2 separate regions of the Mus musculus genome follow, and region 2 is linked to region 1. The links are chromatin contacts, called in public promoter capture Hi-C maps. All regions are on one chromosome and are shown on one strand. Each heading gives the region's core, a stretch centred on a gene start, on an enhancer-like site or on the middle of the called end of the contact. The rest is flanking DNA. Distances are from core to core; before and after follow the strand shown.

Region 1 (3,628 bases), core at 531-3,030:
CTACCACATAACTTCTTACTTAGGCTGTGGGCAGGAGCCACCATGTCTGGTGAGCTTTTGCAGTTTTAAAATGTTCCCAGAGGGGCTGGAGAGATGGCTCAGTGGTTAAGAACACTCACTGCTCTTCCTGAAGATCTAAGTTTGGTTCCCCACCCTCGTCTAGGGTAGTGTACAACCACAAGAATCTCTGACATTTTCTTCTGGCCTCCATGGGCACTCTCGAGCATGTGTGCACACACAATCTTTTTAAAAGTTCCCAGGTGGTGCTAATATTGCTGGTCCAAGAATCACAAATCCAGGTCATCAAAAATCCTCTTTGTTGGGCTGGAGAGATAGCTTAGCAATTGAGAGTATGGGCTGCTCTTCCAGAGGACCCAGATTTTATTCCTAGCACCCCTATGGTGGTGGCTCACAGCTATCTATAACTCCAGTTCCAAGGGATGGCATCTGACACCCTCTTGTTGTCTTGTGGACACCAAGTATGTAAGTGGTGCATAGATAACACATGCAGGCAAAGCACCTATACACTTAAAAAAAAAAAGACACCAAACTCTTTTGTGTTTAAAGTTGGGAACACCTGTAATCCCAGCACGTGGGAGGTAGAAACTGGAAGATGAGGAGTCCAAGGTCAACCTTGGCTACACAGCAAGTTCAAACCTGCCTAGGCTACATGAGACCCTATCTCAAAACATTACTCGGTATAGGCCTGTAATCCTCCTACTTCAGAGGCTGAGGGGGAGAATATCTATGAGCTAGAGGCCATCCGAGACTACAAATGACTTCCAGGTTAGCCTAGGCTAGAGTTGAGACCCTGCCTCAAAATACAAGATTAAACAAAATAAATAATAGTAATTATTAATTTAAAAACAACTACTGTCAGGCTAGGCATGGTGACTCACACCTTTAATCCCAGCACTTGAAAGACAGACGCAATCAGATCTCTGTGAGTTCGAGGCCAGCCTGGCCTACAAAGCTAGTTCCTGGACAGCCAGGGCTATACAGAAAAACCTTGTCTCAACCAAATTAATAAAAACAAAAAAGCCCACACACAACAAAAATCAACAAAAAAACCTGCTATCACGGGATATTGTTATAATCTATATCACCTCTGGTCTATTCAGACTCTTATCCAGTTTTTCCAGCTATATCCTTTCTTCATCCAAACACTGCTTCCAGGAGGATTTGGTTCCGACAATAAGGAGAGTTACTGAGAAGATGAAACCTTATGTTCACTTGACTAGACTTATTTCTTTTGTATCGTGTTTGACGATTGCTTTAATGTGGCTGGAACTTTTAGGCGGCAGAACTTCGGGGAGGAAATAGAACTCTAGGAGTATACCCTTGGAAGGACCCAGGCCCTTCTTGACTCTTCCTAACCACCATCAGTCCTCCTCTGTGACAGGCACCTGTCCTGATGCACCGGGCTCAAAGCAACAGACCAAGAAGCCACGGGCTGAAACCTCTGAAACTGAGCAGAAAGCAGCTTTTCTCCCTTGACGTTGATGATCGCAGGCGTTAGTAATCAAAAGGTGACTTAACTCTGAATGCTGGGTGGGGCGGTACGTGCTGGGGCGGGGGTAGTGAGGGCGCTCCATCAGTGCTGAGTAGTCTCAGGCGCAGCACAGCAGTCATTTTTCAAAACCGCGGCTTCACAGGATCTTCTGGGTAGCAGCTTCTCCCCACTGTTTTCTCCCACGTAAGGGCAGAGTGAGTGTCTGAGAGTGATCTGCAGGGTTCAAGCCTGGGACTTCCTAAAGACCTGAGTCAGAGGGAGGGAGCAGGAACGGCCTGTCCAGTGTGGTGCCTGACACCGAGCACCCTGGACCACACCTAGGAATGTGCTGCACAGCCAGGAGCAAGAAGAGCTGGCGGCAGGTGCCCGGTTGCTGGACATCCCCTCAAAGTCAGATTGAAATGCCAGACTCCTTTTCACACGTAGGGACTTCAATACCCTTCCCCAAAGCTAAGCTTTTCTGAATATTTCAGGCGAACAGCAGCACCCTTGATTTCCTTGAAAGTAGTGGATTCAGCCAAGCCTTAAACGGGAACTTACCAGTGCGCTACCGCTGCTGAGTCTAAATGAAAAAGGTGCTCGCTTAAGGGGTCTCCTTCCTTTCCCTGGAGGGGCAACTGTTCTCATTTACTTCTGTTTGGGGCTGATTTTGAGCCATTCCGTGCTCCTTAAGGATCTTATTTTCAGGGACTCATCTGTGAACAGATGAGGTTCTCTCGTCGTGGTTTTTGCCTATTAATGGCATCGTTTCTTTCTTCCCCTTTCTGCTCCAGGCCTCAGTCTGAGCTGCGTACCCAGTCCAGCACCTCCTAGGGGTGCGCTTGGCATTTATGAACAGAAATGGCTGCTTAGAACTTTCCTGGTTCTCTTTCATTGACTTTATTTTTTTAAAGATTTATTTATTTATTTTATGTATATGAGTACACACTGTAGCTGTACAGATGGTTGTGAGCCTTCATCTGGTTGTTGGGAATTGAATTTAGGACCTCTGCTCGCTCAGTCCCTGCTCGGTCCAACCCAAAGATTTATTTATTTTATGTAAGTACACTGTAGCTGTTTTCGGACGCACCAGAAGAGGGCGTCAGATCACGTTACCGGTGGTTGTGAGCCACCATGTGGTTGCTGGGATTTGAACTCAGGATCTTGGAAAGAGCAATCAGTGCTCTTACCTGCTGAACCATCTCGCCAGCCCATCTTTACTTTTTAAAAAAGTTTATGTGTATGAGTGCTTGGTCTGCACCTATTGTCCCCAGCACCTGTGCAACACGGTGTGCCCCGCTCCCCAGTGCCTGCACAGGCTAAAAGCAGGCGTCAGATCACCCTCTTCAAGGGTTGCAGATAGTTGTGAGCCACCATGTGGGTGCTGGGAATGGAGTCTCCATCCACTGAAAGAGCAGCCAATACTCTTAGCTGCTGAGCCATTTCTCCAGACCCCAACATTCTCAGTTCTCACTCACCGAATACTCCTGGCTCTCCGAATGGTCTGAGGCAAATTCCCACATACTCAGTCAATTTCCTCTGCTTTTGACTGGGACTATTAGTGGGCCACGTGGGGCTCACAGGTGCATGATATGTGGCTCTGTTTAGCACCTGTAGATGCTTCTTGCCATTGATTTGTCATTTAGAAGCAGGTGGACCTAGAGTTAAGACACTGCCTAGCTGTGCTATTGTCTCCCACCTTCATCCTGTAAGATGGAATTGCCACAGCTCCACCTAGTAGGGCTAATTAAGAGGATTAAATGAGAATACTCGCAAAGTACTCTGCAGGGGGTCAAAGTGCTTTTTTAAGTCCCCAGGGTTAGGACAAGCGCAGAGGGGCACACCTGGGCTGCAGAGGTTGAAATAGGAGGGTTAGTCATCCTAACTACATCATGAGCTTGAGGCCAGCCTGGGCTACATGACGGCTTGGCTCAAAAAAAAAAAAACCAGCCAAACAAAACTTAAATAAAGGAGTAATTACTCGTGTGAACCTCAAGAGAACATGGTACAATTTTGGAGGTGCTGACTGGCTGAACTTTCTCTGAGCGCAGCATCCACTTCTGGCTGCAGTGACGTGTGCCTTCCTTGTGACCACCAGGGGGCGCTGGCGCACTGCTGAGGATTCGGGAGCCTCCC
Region 2 (4,009 bases), core at 970-3,469, 250 kb after region 1:
TCACAACTGGCTACAGTGAACGAGCTGGGTACCCCAAGGACATCTTACCAGTTCCAGCCAGAGATCTGATCTACATACACCTGCGTCATGCTGAGACCCTCAAGCCTCACTAGAAGGGTCCCTGCCTAGTTCTGTTTACTAATCTGCCTTATTCTGTTTTTGTTCCCATGTTAAAGATAGAGTAAATGCAGTATTCTCCACATAGAGATATAGACTTCTGAAATTCTAAGATTAGAATTACTAACAAGAAGAAGTGGGGAATGAAGAATAAAAAATTACTGGCCTCTTGTGAGAACATGAACTTTTTACCTCGGAGCCCACCCCCTCCCATCTAGAGGTTGTTCTCGGAACACTCCTAAACTTTTCACCCCAAAACTCCTCACCCTAAAGTTCGAACCCTCCCAACTAAAAACTGTTCCAAGAACATTTTTGAGATAAAGGCCTCCTGGAACAACCTCAAAATGAACCAGGTACTCCTTAGTTACGTAGGTTCCTTGATAGGACATGACTCCTTAGTTACGTAGATTCCTTTGGCAGAACTCCCTAGTGATGTAAACTTGTACTTTCCCTGCCCAGTTCTCCCCCTTTGAGTTTTACTATATAAGCCTGTGAAAAATTTTGGCTGACCGTCGATTCTCCTCTACACCACTAGGTGCCACTAGGTGTATGAGTTTCGACCCCAGAGCTCTGTGCTTTCATGTTGCTGCTTTATTTCGACCCCAGAGCTCTGGTCTGTGTGCTTTCATGTCGCTGCTTTATTAAATCTTGCCTTCTACATTTTATGTATGGTCTCAGTGTCTTCTTGGGTACGCGGCTGTCCCGGGACTTGAGTGGTCTGAGTGAGGGTCTCCCCTCGAGGGTCTTTCACCATCACCCAACAAAACCAAGATATTCCAATGGGGCTGTCTGTAGCTAACACATTCACAGATACAGGATATGTGTGTGTGCGTATTTATCTTTAGATTAAAGAATTATTTATTTTACAGTTATGAGTATTTTGCCTGTACGTGTGTCTGTGCCCCACATGAGTGGCTGGTCATCTTGGAAGCCAGAAGAGGGCATTGGATCCCCTAGAATTGGAGTTATACATGGCTGTGAGCCACCTTGTAGGCGATGGGAATTAAACCTGGGTCCTCTACAAGAACAACACCACGGATCCATCTCTCTATCCCAGTGTGTATTTACTTTTAAATGTCAGAAAAAGGAATCAGTAATACAAAGTTGAATATTTTTTGTTACTGTTACTTTTGGGGAGAAAGTTATGAACTTGTCTTGCCACGTCAGCTTCCCTGAACGCTGGTGTCATTGGTGTGAGCTTCTCTTTCAGGGTCTATGTACATCTGTGAACTTTATTTATTGTGTTTCTTTCAGTACTTGAAAATTTACATACTAAAATGTGTATTATTTTTACGAGAAACTATTTCTGTTCCCTCCCCCACCCCCTGGGTTGAAGTACTGAGGACCAAACTCATGGTTGTGTGCTAGAGTGTTATTACTGGATAACATTTCCAATCCTTCATAGCTTTTAGACGGTCTCACTAAGCTGCCTTCACTGGTTTTGAACACGTGATTCTCTATAGCTGAGATTTAGAAGCATGGGCCACCATGCAAGACTACTTGTGTTTTTTTTCTTTTTGTTTTTGAGTCAGGGTCTCTCAGAGTTCCTGGTTGGCCTTGAGCTTACTATGTATGTAGACCAGGCTGACCTTTGGTTCTAAGTACTAGACTTAAAGATACATGTCACCACATTGGTCTTTTATTTTACCTTTTCAATTATATTTTCTTTCTTTTTTTTTTTTTTTTAAAGATTTTATTTATTTATTATATGTAAGTACACTGTAGCTGTTTTCAGACACACCAGAAGAGGGCGTCAGATCTCGTTACGGATGGTTGTGAGCCACCATGTGGTTGCTGGGATTTGAACTCTGGACCTTTTGAAGAGTAGTCGGGTGCTCTTACCCACTGAGCCATCTCACCAGCCCCCTATATTTTCTTTTAAAAAATATTTTGTAAGTTATGCTTGTGCATGCGTGTGTATGCGCATGAGTTGCTGGACCTGAGTTTGCAGGCTGGTGTCTGATAGGGATGCTGGGAATTGAACTGGGGCGCTCTGGGAGAACACAAGAAACTGTATCTTGTTTTTTTTTTTTTTCCCGGAGAAGGGGCGTTCCAGACAGAGTAGGCCCCGCCCCAGGTCTTGGGCCCCGCCCTCCAGCAGAGGACACGCCTCCGCCACATTCAAAATGGCGGCCGCGCTGGCCCACTTGGGTGTTTGAGCACGTCGCAGGTCGCTCCACTCCAATCATGGCGGCCTCCGGACCGGCGGCGGCTGCGCCGAGTGGCGTTCTGGTGACATGTGGTCTGGAGCAGGTTCTGGAAGCGCTGAAGTTGCTGCTGAGCCCGGGAGGTGAGAGGACGAGTCTCGGCGCGGGGCTGGACCTGAGGCTCGCGGGGTCGCGGGTCACCCAGGCTCGCCCTGGCTGCTACCGCATGTTTCCCGCAGGCCCTCCCGGCATCTCCATCCCCACTCCCGGGAGCGCTTGGGCTCTGTGCAGTCTCACTTAAAACTTAAACTGAAGCTCCAGGAAAGGGCCTGCAGTCCGCTGACCGCTGATGCCGGCCGAGGTCCGTTGGGCGCCTCGCTGAGCAGCGGCTTCGGTCCACTGTTTGCTCCAGCACAGCCCTGACACAGGGACTGGAGACGCCTTCACACAGGTGTAATGTGATGTCCCAACCGCTTGAGGGCTCCGAGCCTGGTGTGCACGCTTGAGATTTGTACAAAATGCCAAGTGACCAGAGATGCCCAGCAGGGACGTTTTTTGGCTGAATTTGAGGAAGATTTTTAAGGGTTTCTGTTTTGGTATCAGAGGTGCACAGTCACCTTTAATCACTTGTTGAGTTAACTTCCCAGTTTAGTATTTGAAGAGACCTTGGGAATAGTGAGACCTTGCATTCTCACTGTTGAGTCCCAATTTGTGGTGGTTTGAACTGCCTCTGCCTCCCCAGTGCTGGGATTAAAGGCAAGCATGACCATTCACACCTCCTGCCCCTTTCTTTCTTTAGACAGGGTATCACTGTATAGTTAAGGTTTGTCCTGGAACTCACACCTCAAATCAGGTGGTTATATTAGAGGGATGTCCATGGACCTAGAACTCAGTTCTGCCTGATCTCCTTGTCAGACTAAGGCAGATTATTCAGAATAGAACTTCTGATGGCATCTGGAAACGTAGAAGGGTGTAAGAAAATAGGATCCTAATTATAAGCACAGCATGTCTGGGTGCGTGTAGAATTATCAAGGTAAAGGCAACGTGTGTGATTACAAGGTGAACACTCTCGGTCTTAAATGTCGACCCCCAAACTACAGCTGCAAACATTACAGAGTACTTAGTGGGACGTGAAAAGCAATTAGTAGTAGATGATTGCCTACTAAGCGCCAGTCCCTATAGTCCATTTACTTGTAGATCATTTAGTCCTCACAGCAGTCTCCTAAGTATTAATAGGCATTAATTTTTGCAGAGGAACATACATGTACATTGGAAATTGCCCAAAGTAAATCAAGTTCGTGACAAACCTCAGTTCCTTCACTAAAAGCTTGCAAAATATACTCTCTTGCCCCAATTAAGAGTCAACGGCAGGATACGTATTTTATTTATTTATGTTTGAATGCCTATTTCTGTGAGTGTATGTATGCTGTGTGCATGCAGTAGCCCACAGAGGCCAAAAGAGGGTGTCAGTTTATCTGGAACTGGAGTTACAGGCAGTTGTATCACATGGGTGCTAAGACCCAAACCCCAGTGCAGAAAGTGGTCTTGCCCAATGAACCATCCTTCCGGCTTCCACATTAAAAGGAAAAAGAAAAAAAGATTATTTTATTTTTTTAATAATATGTATGTGTGGGTATGTATGTGTGAGTGAAGTTATCCAGAGAAACCAGAAGTGTCAGATCTCCCTGGAGCTGGAGTTATGGGCAGTTGAGGCATCTGACATGGGTACTGGGAACTGAGCTTGT

The links. Promoter capture Hi-C pulls out the DNA fragments that hold promoters and counts their contacts.
Region 2: a contact with region 1 is called in a promoter capture Hi-C map of embryonic stem cells, with 2.9 times the contacts expected there. The contact joins the promoter of Tango6 here to the enhancer-like site in region 1. A contact is called at or near these places in 17 of 39 promoter capture datasets (the 3T3-L1 cell line, 3T3-L1-derived adipocytes, the HPC-7 cell line and 9 more), 5 of 484 Hi-C or Micro-C datasets (cortical neurons, embryonic limb bud, embryonic stem cells and 2 more) and 10 of 115 datasets of contacts at active chromatin or transcription factors (craniofacial prominence, embryonic basal ganglia, embryonic stem cells and 3 more).

Annotation. Positions count from the first base shown.
Region 1 is chr8:106,429,556-106,433,183 of GRCm38.p6, forward strand. No RefSeq gene overlaps it. Among named protein-coding and RNA genes, the nearest start is that of Zfp90, 16 kb to the left of the region's middle. Within about 2 kb of position 1,781, at least 13 of the 459 cell types and tissues checked have an H3K27ac peak or open chromatin away from gene starts, as enhancers often do. A contact at or near this core is called in embryonic stem cells and pancreatic cancer cells, where this site is marked.
Region 2 is chr8:106,680,849-106,684,857 of GRCm38.p6, forward strand. Tango6 (transport and golgi organization 6) reads left to right here and starts at 2,220. Exons shown (of 18, transcript NM_173037.1): 1 at 2,220-2,407. The coding sequence starts at 2,305.